3 separate regions of the Zea mays genome follow, and regions 2 and 3 are each linked to region 1. Evidence: chromatin contacts called from public Hi-C data. All regions are on one chromosome and are shown on one strand. Each heading gives the region's core, a stretch centred on a gene start, on an enhancer-like site or on the middle of the called end of the contact. The rest is flanking DNA. Distances are from core to core; before and after follow the strand shown.

Region 1 (3,507 bases), core at 720-3,219:
ACCCTTGCGGATTTCTTGCTCCAAGGTAGATTCCACTTCAATGGTGTCTCCTTCAGTATGCGCAACAATTCCCAGATTCAGTCTCCTAAAATCTTCAACAATCTCATTAGGTAGCTAGACAACAATAGCTGAATGGACGTGTTCCTTCCGACTTAAGGCATCCGCAACCAGATTCGCCTTACCCGGGTGATAATGAATCTCCAAGTCATAGTCCTTAATGAGCTCCAACCATCGGCGTTGCCTAAGGTTGAGATCCTTCTGAGTGAATATGTACTTCAAGCTCTTGTGATCGGTGTACACTTGGCACTTGGTTCCCATAATATATTGTCTCCATATTTTAAGTGCATGCACTACGACTGCCAGTTCTAAGTCATGAGTGGGATAGTTCAACTCATGTTTCCGCAACTGACGAGACGCGTAGGCGATCACATGTTCTTCTTGCATAAGCACACATCCCAAGCCTTGGCCACATGCATCACAATAAATGTCAAATCCCTTCTGTAGATCTGGCATAACCAACACTAGGGGTGACATCAACCTAAATTCAGTTGATTAAAGCTATCTTGGCACTTCGAGTCCCACTTAAACTCTCTTCCCTTCTCCAGAAGTGAGGTCATAGGCTTAGCAATCCTAGAGAACCCTTCAATAAATCACCGATAATAGCCTGCAAGTCCTAAGAAACTCCGGACATCAGTAACTGTACTGGTATACTCCACTCCAATATCTCCTTGACTTTAGCAGGATCCACTGATATCCCACCATTAGAAATGATATGTCCAAGGAATGGCACTTCATCAATCTAGAACTCGCATTTGCTATACTTAGCGTAGAGTTGATTATCCCATAGCTTTTGTAGCACCAATCTCAGATGTTTCTCATGATCACTATCACTCTTGGAATAAATAAGAATATCGTTGATGAATACCACGACGAATATAAACCATATCGGGTTGAGAAAGCCGTCTTAGGAATATCAGATGGTCTAATCTTCATTTGATGATAACCTGATCGGAGATCAATCTTCGAGAACACCCTTGCACCTCTCATCTGATCAAATAAATCCTCAACGCGGGGTAACAGATACTTGTTCTTCACAGTAACATCATTAAGGGATCTATAATCCACACACATCCTTTGCGATCCATCTTTCTTCTGTACAAACAGAACCGACACTCCCCAAGGTGAGGAACTCGGACGAATGTACCCTGCTTTCTGCAACTCCGTTAACTGTTTCTTAAGTTCTTTTAACTCTTCCACTGACATCTTATATGGCCTTTTTGAAATGGGAGCAGTACTAGGTAAGAGATCAATAATGAATTTGACTTCCCTATCTGGTGGCATTCCGGGTGTAAACCCTAGAATCTAGCTCCTAAAACCCTAGTCACTTGAGAAATAATAAAGGAGTCATTTTAATTATGGATCTTATTAAAAGAGGCATATTTCCTTTAAATATTTTTTAGGAGACTATATAAAAAGACCCTTATATGAGTAATGTATTTATAAATACTTTCTTGAAGCATCTAAATTAACATATGTTATATACTATAAATTACATTCAAAAAAATAAATAATACAATGTGGAGTACACAAGTGACATATTCAAAAACATTATCATAAATAAAATAATAAATAGATTAATAAAAGTATATTCATGCATTCATGTTGAAGTTTTGATTGTGCATTTATTTGGAATTAGAAAACTGAAAACCCAGATTTAAAATTCAATTTAAACCATATTCAAACTTGAAAGAAATACAAAACTGAAAATGAGAATAAGGAAAAGAATTGGTGAACGGGCCAATTGGGCCGAATTCTCACCTGCCAGCCCAGTTTTCTTCCCTTTTTGGCCCACTAACTCCACCACTGCGTGGCTGTTGCGCTACTGGTGCGCGGGCCCACTGCCTAGTCTCAAGTGACGCGCTCTGGTGCTTATTCTCGCTGTCGTGTGGGACTCAGCCCCTTCCCACCGTCGCGTTTCTGCGGATGACATGTGGCCCCCAGGCGTCAGGTCTTTCCCCAACCCCCAGGTCGGTAGCAACTGAAGACCGAGTTCTTTTCGCCTCGGTGCGCAACAGAATCGCGTGGTGGCTGGTGGGCTTCTGCCACGGTCTTCGCAGGCCACGCGCTGGGATCCCGCTGGATGCACCGGCTTCTGCGCAGCCACCATCGAAGGTCCAACTACCTCTGCACATAAACAGTCGCGCCGCCACACTCCCAGAATTTCTCCCCCACAGCAGTACTAGGCGCAGAGAACCCCCTTCCTCCACTCGACGTCAAGCCATGGCGCACATCACACAAGTCTACTTCCTGTTCGAGCTCCTCCATGGGCGCAGGGATCTTTCGCGGTTCAGGGAGTTCCATGGCTAGAGGCTTCTGCTGCGTCACCACGGGTCAAACGGCGAGGGAAAACGCAGAGAGAGGAGGGAGATGGAGCTTCGGTGCCGCTGGTGTCGCGGGCCGCGCCGTGCGGGAGCGGGAACTGCTTTGCCATGGCCGAGGAACTTCACCGGGCCGCCGCAACCGTGCTCTGCGCCGCCGCCAGGGAGCTTCGCGTGCGGGGAAGCACTCGCTAAAACATCAGCAGCCACGCGCCGAGCTGTGCGCGGTGGTCTGGGCAACCGCGGGGAAGAGTCGTCCGGGCTCTGGACGCGCGTGGCGGCTGCGGTGCTCCCCGTACCGTAGGTGGCGTCCTTTGCGGCATCAAGTTAGGGTGCCGGGACTCGCCTCGAAGGAACTCAGTCGCGCAGTCATTCACTGGGAGCTGCCTCCAATTGCCGGTATGCGCATGTCCCAATTGTACAATGCCCTTCCGCGTTATGCATAGGATTTTTTGCACCTCAAATCCGTACACCGTGTGCTAGTGGGGGGAAAACGGCACTCCGGTGCTCGATTGGGCGGCACTCCGGTGAGGAACCTCCGTAGACTCTGGGCGGCACCGCCGTAACAGGTTCGTGTGGAGAAGATGAGCCTAACACCGTCGACCTCGTGTTGGACGGCCATGATCGAGTGTAGCGTACCGATTAGTGTAGAATAGATCTTCGCCGTTGGATGGAAATCGAGCAAGCGAGGAACCATGCGCTGTGTACCGCGGATCTCCAACGACCAGGGTCGGGTACAGGTAAAATCTAACCTAGGTCTAATCTGGCGCACAAGTTCTAGATCCGACGGCCTAGATCGCCAGGTACCCTTTCAGCCAGCGCTAGTTGCAAAAGAGCCCTCGGGGTTCTGAAAAATAAACCCGCCATCCACTCGGGCGCTCTCTTAGTCTTAAGAAGTTTTATATCAAACCCCCTGCATTTCTCTATTTTTACGCGCGCAGTCCAGTGAATGAGAAAAACAAAGAAATTGAATTAGAAATTGAATTTTAATATAAAAACAATTCCTAAAACTTGTTTAATTCATATAAAATTCATATGAAGTCCAAATTAATCCATTTCAATTCCTATAATTTTATAATATTATTGTTTATCAAATAGTGCCACTGATTTGACATGAAAGCCAGTTTAA
Region 2 (3,507 bases), core at 308-2,807, 320 kb before region 1:
AATTTTATTAGCAGTTACTAAGTGTAAGTAGATACCAACCCAAATAAGTAATAGATCATAATTGGTAACAAAACCCGCAATGCAATGCATATGACAAATTAAGTTTAGTTCCATAAATTACTCATGTGAGTGTCCGAGCCGCTCGTCACCGTGAGCACGGCTGATATACCAGTTTTACACTCTGCAGAGGTTGCGCATCTTTACCCACAAGTCATGTTATCCATCTGCCAAGGGGTTATGAATCCCATACACCTCAACCAAGGAAGCGAGGCAGGGTAACACTACGAGGCCTTTACAAAGTTTCACTAGCTTCAGAAAACTCGCTACAGTTTCTAGGAGGTCCCAATGCAGGGATCCCTCGCCTGACCGCCATCGCAGCAAAATCAACCCGAGGACCTCTCTACACCAACCACTCCCCTTCTGCCCTTGCCCCTTTCCGGTAAGGTAGTCCTCCACTAGCTTTCCTAATTAGTCAGCCAAGGGCGTCCCATACCACCCTTGTGGTAGCACTGTTTTCCCGGGTGGTTCTCCATGTTCCAATTAACAATATGATCTTATCATGAACAATAATTAAACAACAACATAATTGGAACATGATCATAATGAAACATTAGTTTCCCAAAACCAGGTTGAGCAATAACAAATCTACCCAATAATTCATCTGTTTGCAAGATGGGGAATAAACAATACTAGGGAAACCTATTAGGTCCCATAAAATTAACCTGAGTATGTCACAATGATTAACAACAAACATTATTAGGAAAAAAATGAGTGATCAAGGGCACAACTTGCCTGAAACTTGAGATTCCAAGTACTAGGATGGTCTTCAAATTCTCGTGACCTCACTGCTATTCGTAGAAATACAAATAAACATGATATAGGCAAAATTAACATCACTCCAAGCATAAGCACAAGATGCATAATAATAATCTACGCGTTGTTACGTGATCGTAGGTTCGAGAACCACTAAATTCGGAGCTACGGTTATAAAGTTACGAATTTCTAAAGATTTAGGAGTGGGGTACAAAAGGAATTAAGTACATAATTTTAATTTAGGTTTCATAACAAAATAAAGCTACCAGGGGATAAAGAATATTATTATGGATCTAATGCAACTGGAATGAATAAAAAATGGAGTTAAAATGAATTAAATATGAATTAAACAAGTTTATAGAATTATTTTTCTACTAGAAATCAATTTCTTATTTAATTCTGATTTTTTTCCAATGGCTCTGGACCGCGAATATGATTTCCAGAGAGCTCAGGGCTTAAACCGCAAATTCCAAGACCTCAGCGTAATATTCTTTCAATACCAAAGGACGACGTGTTGGTTTCTTAGAAAGTCGGGGGGCTTATACGCAAAATGGCGAAGGGGTATCGCATGAGCTGAGCCACACGATCACGCATCAATGCTCGAGATTTAAAATCACCGCGATCTGACCTTCGTCTGCAGGATTCAAGATCTACGGCCATGATTTTCCCCAGCTGATTGTGTATGCTTACCCTAATCCGGACCATTGCTGCCCAATCCGACGATCACCGAGTAGCCCGCCCAAACCCCGGCTGACCGCGGTACCGCTGCCCTGCCCGCGTCGCACCATCACCCGCGAAGTACCGAACCGGTGCACTAGAGCACAAATCCCCCAATCCGAAAGCTTCTACGCAATGCAGAGGCGATAGCGAACCCAACAGAGGGGTCCTTACCGGTGGAGGAGATGGAGAGAGGGTCCGACGCGGTGATTGGCGGCCCGCGGCCGGTTTTGAACGACTTCGAGCAATCCCCATGCCACCTATCGCCACCGCTGATTCCTCGACATCCCGTTGATGCTCCAAAGCTACACGTCGGCGTAGGAGCGACTGTGTTCGACGATTTTGCCCGCGGCGGTGCTTCTCTCTTCCCATGGATGCACTCAGTTAGCTCAGCTCCTTGATCGTGCTCGCCCGAGACGGTCCACGGCCATCGGGTGGATGGGCTGGTCGTGATGCGCCCCCCTTTATATTGTCGAAGCCTCGGACTTCGCCTAGAGGGGATCGGCCCGGAGATCTTGGCGCTTGTTGGAACAGACCAAAGGTTGGGGATGACCCTGACATCTAGGACCCACCCACTAGCGACAGCAGCAGAATAACGAGTAGGGGATTGGGGAGCTGCCATGTGGGGTCCTCCAGGCAGTGGTCAGAACGAATGGCGCACGCGCACACAGAGGTTGGCGTGTGGGCCCGCCATGTCGACGCATTGCAGCACCCGTGATTCGGTTTGGGCCATGTAGAGGGAAATGAAGTAGCAGGGGCGGGCAGATTTGGCCCATCCGGCCAAGGGGAGTATTTCTTTTTCTTTTATTTTCTATTTTAATTTCTATGTTGTTTTCTAATTAAAATTTCAAATTCAAATTCGAGATAAAGTTTAAGAATTCAAATTTAATGCACACTCAAAATCCTAGTATGGTGCAAAATTATATTTTATTTATTACCTTATTTAAACAAACACTTTAAAATATGCAATCTATACACAAAATATGAAGTATGTATTTTAGAAAAATAATTTTATTGTGTGCATAAAGTTCTTTAGAGAGTACTTGTAAATACATTTTTTAAAGGAAAACTAACATCATATATGGATACTTTTATTTAAAACTTTATTATACTACCTTGGTTTTAAGAGGTGTAGCCCTGGAGCTAACAAAATTCTTATTGAAAGGTATTTAAATTCAAAATGCATGGAAAATTTCACTAGACTAACAATATAATATTTCGAGGTGTTACAAATTCTACACCCTTAAAAATAATCTCGTCCTCGAGATTAGTAGAAAAAGGGATACAAAAAGTTCTGTTTGTAGTTTAGCTTTTCAGTTTCTAATTAGGGTAAAATCAATTTTTTTAACTAATTAAAAAGTGAGTAGGGAAGCATGGGTATCTTTTCATCTAGCTACCACACAAGTGGGGAGAAGGATATTTTAGGTTAAGGTAAGAAAGGTGGGGGGACAGAAGGGCTTCCATCCGGATTGGTGGATCTTGGTTCATCTCGAGTTCTGTTTGATTTCTATCCTTCGTTGACGAGGTTGATCTATCATCTTCCTTCTCCAGTCTTGGTGTTCATCATCCATGTTAGGGCCATGTACTTAAGACATAGTTGTAGGTAGACTGAATAATTTAGTAGGTAGAATAGAGAGCTTAGTAGGTGGTATATGCTAAATGAGATTAGGCATAATCTGTTTTGTTGTTTTGCTTCTAGGTTGGGCTATATAGGTCATACAACCCACTATGTAGATTAGGATGTTGTTCATGGCCGAGTTGGTCTAAGTCACCAATTTAGGTTAAAACATGTTTATATGAGTAGGGTCTAGTTTATTTCACCCGTATTAAGTAACTTACCCTAGATTAGATCATATTAGTTTAGATAGGATCTAATATTGATTGGTATGAATAGATTAGACAAGATAAGCACTAATTAATGTGGATTAGATCATGGTTGTTGTCGGTGTTTTGGGTCCGACCGCACACCCGGGGTTG
Region 3 (3,507 bases), core at 478-2,977, 320 kb after region 1:
GGAGGAGTATAACCTACCGACAATACATTAAGAACACACGATCATGTAAGAGATCACATTTGTCACTGGAAGTTCAAAAAAAAAACGCAGCTACCATGTCAGAACACTGTTAAAAGGTGGGGTCTACTAGCAGGACTGCAGGAGTAGCATTTGAAAGAACCCAACTGCTACTACTATGCTAGTATAGTACTGGAACGACGTGAAGGAACCGCCGTAGTAATTGCCTGCTGGTAAAAGTTTCTGAGAACACCTCTGACACAACACAGAAACTTTCATCGAACCGGCCGGGTCTGGAGTTCGAGGCGCCGAAGCTGCCAAACTGCAGGGCCGCTGTTGCGGCTTCGGCCACGTACGGCCAGCGGCCTCGCCTGCCTCTTCGTTCCGTGCGCGCCTTGGAACGCACGCACGCACGCAACACACTTTTCTGCGAGGGCCAAGGCGCAGGCGCGCAGCTACACTCGCTGAGGATTTTCTTCGCGGCAGTCGAGCAGTTGCGGTTGCGGGCTTGCGGCACATTGAGCAAGCGCACAAGAGTCAAGGGGCGAGCGACTCGCGCTGTGTGGCGCTCGCTTCCCGCAGGTCCCACCGTTTTCCACCAGCTCGGGGCGGGCCCCGCCGCGCAGAGCAGGCGCGTCCGGCGCCGTCCTCCTCTTCCATAAGGGGGCGTTTGGTTACTTGTATGGGTGAGCCTGGCTCGTATCTAGTGAGCCTGGCTCAGACTGGACTGGCTGAGTGCATGCAGTATAGCGTGTTTGGTTGTGTGTATGTGGCCAGTCTGGTTCACAAGAGACGTTGTTTGGTTGCTTGCATGAGTACATGGTGCATGAGTTAAAAAAATTGTTAAATAAATTAAAAAATCTATTAATAGACACTAATTATATGGTAAATTGCTTAATAGATACTAATTACATGTTAATATACACTAATTATATATTAATCTTAATCACGTAATTTTTTTATTTGAAATATATATAGTATGAGTGGTCTAGTTTCGTTCGCAAAAATGTCAGGAACGCGGATATGAAATCGGTTCGATGATTAAATCTTTTAATTAGACGATATAATGAAAAAACCAATTAAAAACGTGTCTCGATATGCGTGCACGAGTAAAGAGCTGGCTGAGCGGAGCCTGGCCGCGCGCGTGCGGCCGCGCGATGCGTTTCTGCCGGGCCTGGCTCGCGGCGCTTTAAGTTCCGTGCTAGCCTGTCTCGTACGATACAACGAACCAAACAAACACTACTTTTTGCATGTGTAGATGCAGCTGCACCACCGGAGAAGGCAACCAAACGCCCCCTAAGGGACCCGAGGCTTGCCGCTGACCGACACACTGTTCCTCCAATCCCGTCCCGCCCGCCCGCGGTCGTAGTACTGGCTTGCGCCCGAAGCCTCGAGCCGTCCCCGGCGTTTCGCCCGCTGACGCAGGGGCCCCACCCCCCTCGGCCACGCTGCGGTACGGCGCGGAAAGGCTCCGCCAGCGCCAGGTCTGGCCACGGCAGGCCACCGGGTATGCGGGGCCACAGGCGGACATCGCTGCCTATGACCTGCGGGCCACAGTGACGGTGGGTCCCAGTAACAGAGAGCGGGGAGCTCGGTTGCCCGAGGGCAGGGCCGTAGCTCTCGTAGGTGGAGGGAAGGAGCGGTGTGTGTCGTCTGGGCGTGGGTCAGTTTTTTTAATCCGCAGTTTTATTATTCCGGCATTTAAAAGGCTCCCCCGGCCACGGCACCGCAGCTTTGGTTCGCCTCCCACCTCCACGCCCCGCCTCACCCCACATCCCGTTCCTTTCCTTCCACTCGCCTCCCTTCCTCCTCCTTCCCTCCACGGCTCCACCCACATCTCCACCTCTCCCTCTCTCCTATCTCTCTCCCCGTCTCTCCCTGCCGACGTCCAGGCTTCGTCGGTCTGCGACCTGAGCAAGCTAAGCTAAGCTGCGTGGGGAAGCCAAGCCACCATGGCAGCCGACGCGGAAGCCGACGAGCTCGTGGCCGCTGCGGCCGGCATCATCTGCTCGATGCGCGGGGCCGACCTCGCCGGGTGGACGCCGCCGTGGTTGCGTAGGACGGAGCCGGCGCGGGACGGGGAGCTGGTGTGGCCGGCGGTGGCGCGGGGGAAACGCTCGCGCCGCCGCTCGCCGTCCGCGGGCTCCTCGGGCAAGGCGAGGTGGGGCAGGGCCAGCCCGGCGTCGCCGCTGGACTACAGCGGTGGCTCCGGCTCCGGTTCCGCCGCGTCCACCAGCGGCGGTGAGGACGGCGGCTTCTCCTCCCTGGCCCACCGACCCGGACCGGCGACCAAGGTTCGTGCCTTCTTCACACGCTGACGACGCCCACTTCCCCCTGTTCCTTTTCTCTGTCTGAACTGTAGCCGCCGCCCTGCTGCTTTGGGTTCTTCTCCCTCCCCCACCATGCCTTCACCAGTACCCTCCTCGCCTTCTCTCTCCCTCTCTCTCCTATCAGCTGTTGCCTTCCCGAGTTTTCTTTTGCCCTTTTCCCCTTTTCCGGTTATCGTGAGTGCGTGACGAAACTGTCCCTAGTGGTCAGCAAAAAATCCTTTCCCTTCGTCGCTCCACCACCACCACCATCTTCGCTTTCCTTCTCTCATCTCCCAACTCTTTCCCTCTCAAACACACACTTCCAAACGAGCCATCCGCTAACCTCGCCCCTCCATTTTTTTCTCTCTCAATGCTAAGTTTGCTTGACGCGGACGTCAAGTCCCATCTCACGTTTCGCTTTACAGATCCGCATTCACATTCCTCTCTCTTTTTTCTATTACCTTCGGAATTTCCAAATTTTGCGTTGGATTAGACATTTGATAAGTACTTACAAAGGAAAATAGGTTCTTCGCTTTTTTTTTCCTTCCTTGGTGTATGTGCCTGTGTTTTTGTTTAATTCATTTATGCGCCGGTGGTTGACTCTTAGACGTGGGGTTAATTTAGGGCAAGTAGTGGAAGCCGGTGGGTGCGGCCGGAGCTGGGCCTTCCATGGCTTCCGTGCCGCCAGAGCTGCCCCTGGGCTTGCCCCACGGAGCGCTCGTTTTCCCGGGGGGGTAGTCCGGTCATTTTCGGCCTTCCTTTTATCCCCCGGCGCAATTGCTCGTGTGGTGGGAGCGTGGAGCCTGTGGGCCCCGAGTACTCGGGAGGTGGAGAGTGGAGACGGAGTCAAATGCGGGAGTTAAAACGCGGCGCGACGGGGTGGGTGGGGACGGGGGAGGGACGGCACGCGCGACACGTGACGTGGGGCGCCCACCGGCCTCGAGCGCGACGAGCCTTAGGTGCTGCCCTGCGCCGCCGCGTCTGTGTGGGCGTCGGTGGCGGCTATGGCCGCGGCGGGGCAGCGGAGTTCGCTAGGTTCTTTTGCGTGGCGTGGACATCTGGCCCCACCTGTCGTATGGTCGTGCTAGAGGGTGGTCCCCTTCCTCGTTTGGATGAAACCGTTCAAGTTTTCTCTCGCTGTAGGAGAGGAGGATGGGTTTGTCGTGCGTGTCTCATCATATGGGTTCCCCCTATTGGTTGG

The links. Hi-C and Micro-C count contacts between places; a contact is called where the count stands out from the background.
Region 2: a Hi-C map of bundle sheath shows a contact between it and region 1, with 4 times the contacts expected there. The contact joins two enhancer-like sites. A contact is called at or near these places in 2 of 25 Hi-C or Micro-C datasets (bundle sheath and leaf mesophyll).
Region 3: a Hi-C map of leaf shows a contact between it and region 1, with 7 times the contacts expected there. The contact joins the promoter of LOC100277660 here to the enhancer-like site in region 1. A contact is called at or near these places in 2 of 25 Hi-C or Micro-C datasets (bundle sheath and leaf).

Annotation. Positions count from the first base shown.
Region 1 is chr5:96,099,147-96,102,653 of Zm-B73-REFERENCE-NAM-5.0, forward strand. No RefSeq gene overlaps it. Among protein-coding and RNA genes, the nearest start is that of LOC109939939, 72 kb to the left of the region's middle. Within about 2 kb of position 1,970, at least 19 of the 20 cell types and tissues checked have an H3K27ac peak or open chromatin away from gene starts, as enhancers often do. A contact at or near this core is called in bundle sheath, leaf and leaf mesophyll, where this site is marked.
Region 2 is chr5:95,777,909-95,781,415 of Zm-B73-REFERENCE-NAM-5.0, forward strand. No RefSeq gene overlaps it. Among protein-coding and RNA genes, the nearest start is that of LOC100282434, 50 kb to the left of the region's middle. Within about 2 kb of position 1,558, at least 19 of the 20 cell types and tissues checked have an H3K27ac peak or open chromatin away from gene starts, as enhancers often do. A contact at or near this core is called in bundle sheath and leaf mesophyll, where this site is marked.
Region 3 is chr5:96,420,587-96,424,093 of Zm-B73-REFERENCE-NAM-5.0, forward strand. It overlaps LOC100277660, which reads left to right and starts at 1,728. Exons shown (of 5, transcript NM_001151168.2): 1 at 1,728-2,291. The coding sequence starts at 1,950.